Regions from separate parts of the Mus musculus genome. Here all the other regions are linked to region 1. Evidence: chromatin contacts called from public HiChIP or PLAC-seq and promoter capture Hi-C data. All regions are on one chromosome and are shown on one strand. The core of a region is the stretch at or near the end of the contact, and the rest is flanking DNA. Distances in the headings are between cores, read along the strand shown.

Evidence for each region. HiChIP or PLAC-seq counts read pairs in DNA pulled down with a chosen protein or histone mark. Capture Hi-C pulls out chosen DNA fragments and counts their contacts.
Region 2: a FOXA1 HiChIP or PLAC-seq map of pancreatic cancer cells shows a contact between it and region 1. The contact joins the promoter of Dpp9 here to the promoter of Alkbh7 in region 1. A contact is called at or near these places in 1 of 39 promoter capture datasets (embryonic stem cells) and 1 of 115 datasets of contacts at active chromatin or transcription factors (pancreatic cancer cells).
Region 3: a FOXA1 HiChIP or PLAC-seq map of pancreatic cancer cells shows a contact between it and region 1. The contact joins the promoter of Fem1a here to the promoter of Alkbh7 in region 1. A contact is called at or near these places in 2 of 39 promoter capture datasets (hematopoietic stem and progenitor cells and liver), 1 of 484 Hi-C or Micro-C datasets (rod photoreceptor), 3 of 115 datasets of contacts at active chromatin or transcription factors (astrocytes, embryonic stem cells and pancreatic cancer cells) and 1 of 9 other capture datasets (pancreatic islet).
Region 4: a promoter capture Hi-C map of liver shows a contact between it and region 1, with 2.1 times the contacts expected there. The contact joins the promoter of Kdm4b here to the promoter of Alkbh7 in region 1. A contact is called at or near these places in 1 of 39 promoter capture datasets (liver), 2 of 115 datasets of contacts at active chromatin or transcription factors (both in embryonic stem cells) and 2 of 9 other capture datasets (adipose tissue and liver).

What each region holds. Positions count from the first base shown.
Region 1 is chr17:56,996,020-56,998,636 of GRCm38.p6, forward strand. It overlaps Alkbh7 (alkB homolog 7), which reads left to right and starts at 1,320. Exons shown (of 4, transcript NM_025538.3): 1 at 1,320-1,548; 2 at 2,370-2,543. The coding sequence starts at 1,345. It overlaps Clpp (caseinolytic mitochondrial matrix peptidase proteolytic subunit), which reads left to right. Exons shown (of 6, transcript NM_017393.2): 6 at 1-352. The coding sequence ends at 28.
Region 2 is chr17:56,217,584-56,220,200 of GRCm38.p6, forward strand. It overlaps Dpp9 (dipeptidylpeptidase 9), which reads right to left and starts at 1,306. Exons shown (of 21, transcript NM_172624.3): 1 at 1,158-1,306.
Region 3 is chr17:56,255,509-56,258,125 of GRCm38.p6, forward strand. It overlaps Fem1a (fem 1 homolog a), which reads left to right and starts at 1,285. Exons shown (of 1, transcript NM_010192.4): 1 at 1,285-2,617. The coding sequence starts at 1,401.
Region 4 is chr17:56,324,754-56,327,370 of GRCm38.p6, forward strand. It overlaps Kdm4b (lysine (K)-specific demethylase 4B), which reads left to right and starts at 1,297. Exons shown (of 23, transcript NM_172132.3): 1 at 1,297-1,476.

The sequences.
Region 1 (2,617 bases), core at 70-2,569:
GGATCCTCCTGCCCCGACAAGCACCTAAGGAGTGGAGACCAGACTGAAACTTCCTCTGCTGGGCCCAAGAACAACCCCTAGAGGAGATGTGGATTGAGGTTGCCCTCAGAGCAGGGCAGACTGCCTGAGACACTGTGATTTAAATTAAATCTTTGTAGTCTTTGTCCCATGTCTGAAGCACCTTCCATTACTTCTCCAAGACAGCAGGCCTCCTTCACCTTGACAAACCACTTCAGTAAGCAAACCCTGGCTCTCCTGGAACTAAACCAATCTAGCCTCAGACTCAGGTACCCACCTGCCTCACCTCCTGAGTGCTAGGATTAAAGGTGTACACCACCACACCTGACTTCAACAGACTTAAGCCATATACTACCCCAAAGTCAGTGGGTAGAAATATGATTTCATACATCTTTGGTTATGTGTGGGTTTGTGCATGGTGAGTGCAGTACCCATGGCCAGAAGAGGATGTTGGGTCCCCTGGGGCTTCCCTGTGGGTGCTGGGACTTAAGAGTACATTCTTACCTGCCGATCCTGGGCTTGGCCCCTTAGAGAGTTAAGAGTTAGGGTGGAGGGTCTACCAGAATCTACCACCAACTTTGGGTTGATCCTCAGACCCATGAGACCTGACACTGGTGACTCACCAGGTGACAAAGTCCTGGCATTTTGTTGCAGGCTCCAAAAGCCAGCTGAAGCCAGAGAGAATGTCAGGACATGTTTATGGAGTTTTACTAGAACTAGAAGCAGAGGATCCCAGTTTATGGGATGGAGGCAGGTGCCACATGACCCTATGGAGGTCAGAGGGTCGCAAATGCAGGAGTTGCTTTTTCTGCTTGCACCATGTTTGGGGGTCCTGAGGTCAAACCAAAGACTCTTAGCAAGTGCTGAGCCATTTTCCTAGGCCCAGTTTATTAGTGTGGAAGGAAGTAGACTCTTTTTAGATTTAACACAAAACATTTGAGGTGGGGGTTGTATTATTTGGTCTTATTTGTTTGGATGTCCTATTTTGTGGGCAACATCTGAAATTCAGGTTAGCCTCAAACTCAAGGGCTGACCTTGGAGTTAGTTATCCTCCTTTCTCCACCAGGGTGTGCTGTTTGACAAGCGCTAAATTTGCGCTAGGCTGATTGAACTTCTAACCTTGGCTTTGCCCCCACGTGACCTCCAGCCTCCGTTCGCCCTAGTTCTGCACCTACTGCTTGAGACCTTGCTCAGGGCCGAGAGGCGGGACAAGCGGTAGACTGACTTAAAGCACAGCTAATAGAGCCAGTAGCTGATGGGCGTGGTGCGGTGTCAGCCAATAGCTTGCGGGGGTGTGGCTCAGCCTGCTGTGGTCAATCCCTGAAGATGGCGGGCAGCAGGAGGCTAGCGATGCGGTTGCTTTCTGGGTGCGCCTGGGTGCGCGGCTCAGACTCTGCCGTGCTGGGCCGCCTGCGTGATGAGGCCGTGGTGCATCCAGGCTTCCTGAGCCAGGAGGAGGAGGACACGCTAACACGCGAACTGGAGCCCCAGCTGCGGCGCCGGCGCTACGAGTACGACCACTGGGACGCGGTGAGTGGGCGGAGCGGCGAGCTAAGGGGACGCCCACTGGGACATAGTGAGGGGGCGGGGTCCTCGGAGGGGTAGAGTGAAGAGCTAGGCTTGCTTGGCCAGGTTGGGGACAGTGTGTTTTGGGCAGTCCCCGATGTAGGTTCGGGTGGGACCAAGTTTCTCTGGTGTGGGACATGGCGGGTGCTGGGCAATTCGATGAGTGACAGTTGGTCAGGAGGTCTTGTGGGAATGGGGCTGATCTTGATGCCAGAGCTGAGTCCAGGGGAAGGCCTGCTGCTGCGGGCTTGTGGATGGTACTTAGAGCAGGGGAAGGGACCAGAGCCGGAGAAGGTGAACTGGCAACGTTGAGCTCAGAGCAGCGCAGTATTACAGTGGGGGCAAATCACTGCTGGGCTTTACTAAGAACAGGGGCTGTAGTGTGGGGCTGGGCCTGGAATCAGAAGGGAGGGTTTTGGTGGGCACCAAGGAATGCGTAGTGAGGACAAAGATGTCACTTCAGACATGAAGTTCTGGAACACTTCAGGGGCATTGGTGACAAGATTAGAAATAAAAAGCAGACTTGGGAGAGGGAGTGCCAGCAGTTGGGAGTTTCACTAGGGACTTGAGTGGGATCAAATAGAGACAGGAGACCGAGATACTGAATATTAGGGTGGCCAGCACCAGGGACCACTGGGAAACGAAACGTGAAGACCAGATGCGTGGTTGAAACCTCACTGATAATGAGCTAAAGTTGGAAAGACTGCCTGCCCTGTACTGCACCCCTCGGTACCTCATTTTCCTGTCCTGGGAGTTCCCAGTTATGACTTGAGCTCTCTATTCAGGCCATCCATGGCTTCAGGGAGACAGAGAAATCCTGCTGGTCTGATGCAAGCCAGGTCATCCTGCAGCGGGTTCGGGCGGCTGCATTTGGTCCTGACCAGAGCCTGCTATCCCCAGTACATGTGTTGGACCTGGAACCTCGGGGCTACATCAAGCCTCATGTTGACAGTGTCAAGGTGGGCAGAAGGCATTCCATCAGAACTCCTAGCTAGGTTGTCGGTGGACAGGGGGGCAGAACTAAGCCTGACAC
Region 2 (2,617 bases), core at 56-2,555, 780 kb before region 1:
AAGGATGGAGTGGTTGGTGTGAACTGGGGAACCAGTGAGGATGAAGGGGCCGGTGAAGATGGAGGGGCCGGTGATGTGTGTGGCTTCTTCTCACTCACTTTCCATGCGGGCGGGAGTCTCCGCCTGTGCCTAACCCTATCTACCTGGTTCGACTCTAACTGAGCCTCCCAGCCCCTCGGGGCTGCCAACATGCCCTGGGTTGTACTTGGAAGAGACGTGTCCCTCAGTGTGCGGTCTCCCTGGGACCCAGCAGGGAACTGGCGACTGTGGTCCACACCTCCTGGGCACCAGTCCCAACTCTTCGAAAGCAGGTTGGTGATTGCCCTGGGGGCTCCCGAGGGAGCCTGGGTAACAGGCAGCAAAAAGGCCGCTGAGGTCAAAGGCTGGGCAAAATCGTGGATGGGGAGGGGATGGATGGGCCTAAGGCCGAGATCCTAAGGGTGGGGCTCAAGATGCAGGGAATGAATGCTGGAAGCTGAGGGGGTTCAAGCTAATCCGGGGAGGAAAGGGATGAGACAGAGGATATGATTTTAGTCTGGGAGGGTATCAAGCTTGGCATGCGACAATGTGGAAACTGAGGCAGAGGATAAGGGCTGAGTGAAGGATCAGGCTTGGGGAGTGACCAGTCTTGGAAGAGTCAGGCTGGTAGGGTCATTTGGAGAGGTTCATGCTGCGGGTTTCAAGCTTTGGGGTATGAAGCTTTAGGATTTCAGGTTTGAGAGGAGGGTCAACCTGGACTATCAGGCCTTGAGGGAACAAGTTGGACGGATCAAGTTTTGGGGATCAGGCTTGAGGGATCAAGCTGGGAGGGGAATCAGGCTTGCGGGGATCCGGCTTTAGAAGATCAAGATGGAAGAGGATGAGGCTTGAGGGGATCAGGTTGGGAAGGATGAGGCCGGGAGGGAGGGTTTGGCAGAGACGAGGCTGGCGGAGGCTGGCGGAGGCTGCGCGGACGCCGGGCTGAGCCGCGCTCTGCGATGAAGCTGGCGGCTGCGTCTCCGCAGCGGTGCGGCAGCAGCTCTTGGGCGCGGCCCGGAACCGGCGAAGCGCGGCGACCAGAGCGGCGGGGACGACGAGGACAGGGCGCGCGGCGCCGAGGCGGGCGGACGGCGCCGGCCGGGGCGGGAGGCGGCGAGCCGGGGCCGGACGCTGCTCACCCGAGCGTGGCGCGGAGGACAAGCTGAGCAGGGCGTCCCCGGGGCCGGCGGCGCCTCACACGCGACGCTCCATGCCCAAGACGAGGGCCCGGAAGTGGCGGGCGCGGGGGGACAGCGAAGGCGGCGGACACCGGGGGGACCCGCCAGCTGCGCCTCCTTTGACCCGGAAGTTGAGCTGCAGAAGCAGAGGCTTTTGATTGGGTAACGTCAGGGCAGAACCAACGTCCGTGAAACTCTAGGGGACAATGCTCAGGAGCGTCTTAGGGCTGAAGGCAAGGCTGGTGGCCCCTTGCTGTCTGGGAGAGGACTGCGGGATGGACACCCCTGCTCCAGTTCTGCTGGCCAGCTCGACCCTGCAGTGACCTATTAAAAATATCTAAGAAAGCTGAGATATTGGTAGAATAGTGGTTAGGAAAGCTGCCTTCCAAAAGGTGGCCCCGGGTTCTAGTCCCAGATTGCTTACGCCGCTCATCCCAGCGCTCGGAAACTCTCCACTTAATCAGGCTAGCTTTGAACTCTAAGATCTGCCTGCTCTGTCTAGATCTCGCCCACACCATGTTTTACTTTGTTTTTTGTTTTTCGAGACGGGGTTTCTCAGTATAGCCCTGGCTGTCCTGGAACTCACTCTGTAGACCAGGCTGGCCTCGAACTCAGAAATCCGCCTGCCTCTGCCACCTGCCTCTGCATTAAAGGTGTGCGCCACCACGCCCGGCTCATGTTTTACTTCTTATCTGTGCATTGTGTCTGAGCCACGCGAGTGTGACAGAAGAGGACAATGGGTTTCTTTCCTTTTAATTTTTTTAAATTTATTATTATATCTAAGTACACCTAAGTACACTGTAGCAGTCTTCAGATTCGAGGGCGTCAGATCTCATTAAAGGTGGTTGTGAGCCACCATGTGGTTGCTGGGATTTGAACTCAGGACCTTCAGAAGAGCAGTCAGTGCTCTTAACCACTGAGCCATCTCTCCAGACCCACAATGGATTTCTTGTAACTGGAGTTAAGGCCACATGAGTGCTGGGACATGGACTCCCCTCCTCGCAGAGCCACCTCTCTCAAGCCTCTAAAGAGCTTTTGTAAATAAAGACACACTCCCCAAAAGTTATCCTAACAGGGTTCCTGCAGAAGGGCATCCATTGTTTGGTGAGTGACATTTAGTGAGCATCCTCCATTGTTGTTGAAGTGTCCCCACTTAGCTTCCTAGCTAGTTAACTTTTTGACCGGAAATCCTGAGAGCTACATTTTTAACATGATGTTGCAACCCTGTTCCCTTTCCAGGAACCCTCCCTGGAGACACCATTTGTTACACAATTACAGGACGTGGCTGAGGGCCTGGCGGCTCTCCTGGTCTTCCCCAGTTCCAGCCATCCTCTTCTCTCTCCTGACCCCTTTCTTTTCACACCCATTTTGGGGAAGAGTCTCATGTAGCTAAAATTTATCTTGAACTCCTGCCTCTTCCT
Region 3 (2,617 bases), core at 35-2,534, 740 kb before region 1:
TCTTTAAAAAGACCTTGAGGAACTGGAGCAGTGGTTCAGCTGTGACTCTCAACCATAGGGATGCGCACACCACCAGTAACTCCAGCGGCAAAGATCCCGACGCCCTCTGCTGGCCTTGGCGGATGGAGGGAAAGCATGTGGCCTTTAAATTTTTTATTTATTTAATTTTATTTTATGTGCATTAGTGTAAGATCCCTTGAACTGGAATTACAGACCAGTTGGGAGCTACCATGTGGGTGCTGGGAATTGAACCAGAGTCCTTTGGATAAGTAGTCAGTGCTCTTGACCACTGAGCCATCTCTCTAGCCCCGCATGTGGCTCCTTAAAAAAAGAAGAAAGAAAGAAAAAGAAAAGCTAACGTGAAAATCGAGACTGCCTAACATTTCTGCAAATAGCTAAAGGCGAGTTGGGGTGCGCTGCCAGCTCAAGATCTTACACTCGGCGCGCGCCCCCTGCTGGTCAGCAAGCCTTTCGTAGAAGCCCTTCGCCTTCCACCTCGCTCCGGATTGGCTGGGAGTTGCCTTTGTTGCCCGCTGGGAAATGTAGTCCGCAAAGGAGGCGGAGGCCCATTCATTTCCTGCCTGCGCGACCTCGAAAACCGGAAGTACAGCACCACGCTACCCTGGGTCGTCCGCAAGGGCCGCCGAGCCTTGCCCGATACGAAGGGAGGCTTTTTATTTACATTTCGTCTCGCGGGTGCCCCACGGCGCTGTGGGAAGCGAATTCCTTTTTCCCCCACTTCATGTTTTCCTGTGGATTCTGACATGAATGACAGAATGCACATTATCACCTGGCCAAGCTGCTCAGAGCCCCTCAAAACATGGTGTATTTCCATGATGGGAACTGTAGTCTTTCAATGGTACCTCGCCCAGTATTCTTCGAGCTAAAGCTCGGACTTCTTGCCCTGTCTAGAGTCTGTGTCAGTGACAGTAACCGGAAGTATGTCATCAAATACTCAGGGTCACATACAACTTTATAGACTTGCATGGTAGGAATTGAAAACTGAGACCCTTTTGAGAGACGTCCTTTTGGGAACTGAGTGAGAACATGCTGCCGGCAATCTCCGCCTTAGAGTCAATACCAGGAAGTATGTCACCACATTTCCCAAGGATCGCACTAACCATTGGCCTTGCTTGGCGGAAATTGCCGTCCTGTCACCGGTTCCCCCCTATCCCTTTCGGGAAATGTAGTTTTTTCGCTTTTCTGATTCCAGTATCATTCGGCGGGCGATCGCTCATAGGACTCCATTTCCCAGCATGCCTGTGCACACTCTGTCCTCGCCCCTTCGCGGCGGCCATTTTATTCCTCCCGGAGACCCGCTAAGATGACAGCCCGGGAGAAGGTGAAGGTTGTCTCTGGCGACCGGCGGCCCGGCTAGATCCAGCAGCGAGGCTTCCAGCATGGATCTGCACACAGCGGTGTACAATGCGGCGCACGACGGCAAGCTGCCGCTGCTGCAGAAGCTGCTGGCCGGCCGTGGGCGTGAGGAGCTGGAGGAGCTGCTGGGTGAGGTGGCCGGCGGTGGCACGCCACTGCTAATCGCAGCGCGCCGTGGACACCTAGACGTGGTGGAGTATCTGGTGGACCACTGCGGCGCCAGCGTGGAGGCGAGCGGCTCCGTGCACTTCGATGGCGAGACCATCGAGGGCGCGCCGCCGCTCTGGGCAGCGTCGGCCGCGGGTCACCTGGCCGTGGTGCGTAGCCTTCTGCGCCGAGGCGCCTCGGTCAACCGCACCACGCGCACCAACTCCACGCCGCTGCGCGCCGCCTGCTTCGACGGCCACCTGGACGTGGTACGCTACCTGGTGGGCGAGCACAAGGCGGACCTGGAGGTGGCCAATCGCCACGGCCACACGTGCCTTATGATCTCCTGCTACAAGGGCCACCGCGAGATCGCGCGCTACCTGCTGGAGCGCGGCGCACAGGTGAACCGGCGCAGCGCCAAGGGCAACACCGCCCTGCACGACTGTGCAGAATCTGGCAGCCTGGAGATCCTACAGCTGCTGCTGGGCTGCCACGCGCGCATGGAGCGCGACGGCTATGGCATGACCCCGCTGCTGGCCGCCAGCGTCACCGGGCACACCAACATCGTGGAGTACCTCATCCAGGAACAGCCGGGCCACGAGCAGCTCTCAGGGACAGAGCTTCCCGGGGAAGGCTCCTCCCAGGTGGCAGGAAACCACTGCTCCACCCCAGAAGAAGCAGAACCGTATGAGAGCTGCTGCCCTACCAGCCGGGAAGCAGCTGTGGAAGCTTTGGAGCTGCTGGGTGCCACCTACGTGGATAAGAAAAGGGATCTGCTTGGAGCCCTGAAGCACTGGAGAAGGGCGATGGAACTCCGTCACCAGGGTGGAGGCTACCTCCCTAAGCCGGAGCCCCAGCAACTGGTTCTGGCCTATGACTATTCCAGGGAGGTGACTACACCCCAAGAGTTGGAAGCCCTCATTACAGATCCTGATGAAATGCGGATGCAGGCGCTGCTGATACGGGAGAGAATCTTGGGCCCCTCACATCCTGACACTTCATACTACATACGGTACCGGGGTGCTGTCTATGCGGACTCCGGGAATTTCGAGCGCTGTATCCGTCTGTGGAAGTATGCCTTGGACATGCAACA
Region 4 (2,617 bases), core at 47-2,546, 670 kb before region 1:
TTATGTGTAACCTTGAGAGTTAGTGAATTAGCAACAGACTAGGGGGGTAGAACAAATATCTTGGGTGCACAAAGAACCTGCTCTAAGGAGGGTACTTTCCAGATGTTAGATATTAAAGTAGAAGGATTTCTAGTCTACCCCATAAAACAGGAATGTTGTCACCTCTGCTTGCTCAAGTATAGAAGCCGTAATGGTAGTTTGCAAAGCAGGCTCTGGATAAAAGAGCTTGCAGTGAAGCCTAACAACCCAGATGACAAACTCCAGAGTTGCCCTCTGACCTGTAGAGGTATATACCACACATATATACAAAATAATAAAAATTTAAAATTATAAATGCATATTGATGGGGATGATATCAGACCTTAACTAAATGCTCTTGAGTGCAGGGTGACTGGTGTGGTGATGCTGTTCCCTTCACATCGCACAATGAAGAGATGGAAACAATTGTGTGGAGCAGGGGCTTGGACACCTGTAGCTGGAATTTGGGTGCCCAGGCCTCCAATTTGCAATACGCTGAGCTAGAGAGTAGGACCTAGGACATTTTGAGAAGTAGATAATTGAATCCTCTTCCACTGAGTTATTGCAACGCTTTCCATGGGTACAGCTATCAGTTCAAGGTGGGGGGTGGGGTGGACCAAGTCGCGCACGTTTTAGGGAACTCATGAACGTTTGGGGAGGGCAATATGGAACGCTTTTGAGATCCTCTTACCCTAGTTCGGCCTTTTGCAAAGCTGGGCTCAAATTCTGACTCTAGATCTAGAACTACTGGGTTTCGAACCACTGTCTCCGGACCCAGAGCTGATGTTGTGCAGGAAATCACGTACTCAGCAGCCGCCCGATCACAGGGTGGAGTCTGGAGCAGCAAGACAGCGATTGACATTCAGTCGCAACCATTCGGCACCCAGAGACCGGTACCAAACACCAATCCGCGTTTGTCTCAGTAAAGTCTGAGAACGCGCTTGTCAATCTGCGTGAGCTCGGGGCTATCCTACACCCGACCGCAGCCGGATTGGCTGTGTGCATCTTGACGGGCATGCTTCGTACCCACTGAAAGCTGAGCCGGTCACTAGGCACGTGAGTGGGTGCCGGCACGTCCTCGGGGTTGGACCAATGAAGGGAAGAAATCGAGTGCCTGCTCCCGCCCCAGGTCGCGGAGGGCGGGGCCGCTCGGTGTTGATGAGGGGAGGGGTGGAGCTGTCAGCCGCCACCAATCAGCGTGCGGGCGTGGGCTGAATGCCCAATGGCGGCCGAGTAGGAGCCGTCGCCCCGCCCCTCTGAAGCTTCGCCTCCCCGCCCCGGGCTCTTGCTGAGGGCTCGGCCGCGAGCGAGCGAACCATCGAAGGAGCAAAGAGACCGGGCGAAGCTCGGAGCCCAGTGGCCGGGGCGAGCGAGTGAGGGCCGGCGGGGGCGACGCGAGACGGCCGGGCACGCGCCGCTCAGCCTGCTGTCTGCGGCCCGGGCCGCGCGTTGCGCCAGGTGAGTGAGTGTGCGATCCGTGGCGGCGCTCAGCAGCTTCCAGGCCCCTTTGGGGGGCCGCGCGGCCGCCATGCCTGCCCCCACGCCGCACCTTGGGCCGCCGCGCGCACTCCAGGCCGAGGCTTTGGCTGCGGCCTACTCGGCTCCTCAGGGCGGCGGAGTACGCCGCGCTTTTGTCCGTTCGGGCGAAGCTGCTGTTTGTTGATCGACAAAACGATTGTGTGCCTGGGAAAGGAGGGTGTGTTTTTTTGGGGGTGGGTGGGGGGGGTTGACGATGGGGCCGGACAAAGGCGGGGCGGGGGCGGGGCGCCGCGTCCCCTTTCCAGGGCACAAAAGATGACAGCGTGGGTGGCCCGGTCCAGCCATCCCTTCAACAACCCCAAATCCTTAAAAATAAAAAACCCACTCCAAGTCCCTGCTCCCCGCCGCTTGCATTTTGGTTCCCTTTGGTTTGGAGCTGTCCCCTCCAAACACTCACCCATCATGGCCTTGCAAACTTGACCCCCGCATGTCCAGAATCTGTAAATCACCATATAATCTGCATTTTAAAAATGAAAATAAATAGTACACGTATCTGCTATTGCAATGGCAGCCTTTCCACCTCGCTTCTGTACCCTGGTCTCTTTGCTTTCCAGCTCCCTTCTTTCTGTAAGCCATGAAATGTGCAGTTTTCCGCGTGCACACTAGTCCAGGGCATCCCGGCAGACAGGGAAGCTTGGCAAAGCTGGGGACAGCTGGGGGTGGCTTTCCTACTGCCATATCCTGGGGGGTTTTGGGGGTTCTGTTAGGGGTTTCGGTCAGCCAGCTGAGAGTATAAGGGATTCCAGGTTTGCAGATTTGATGCTGTAACTGGTGCGGTTTGGCCATTACGGTTCGGGCATCGCGGTTCCTTGTCCCATCTGTCTGAAAGGGGGGGGGGCGGGGCGGAGGATGGCATCGCTTTAATAATTAACACCTGGGGAAGTGTCTTGCCGGAGTAGTTGCTAGTTTTTTTCAACTATGGAGAGGATGGATCCGGTATGTTTCAAAAAGCAAAAAGAAAGAGTGTATCTTTCCCTGTAACCAAGTGGGATTTGCTCAGCCTGCAGCCTGGTGCCAGCACCTTCATAGGCGCTGAGGATCTTGGTTGCAGAAGGTTGGG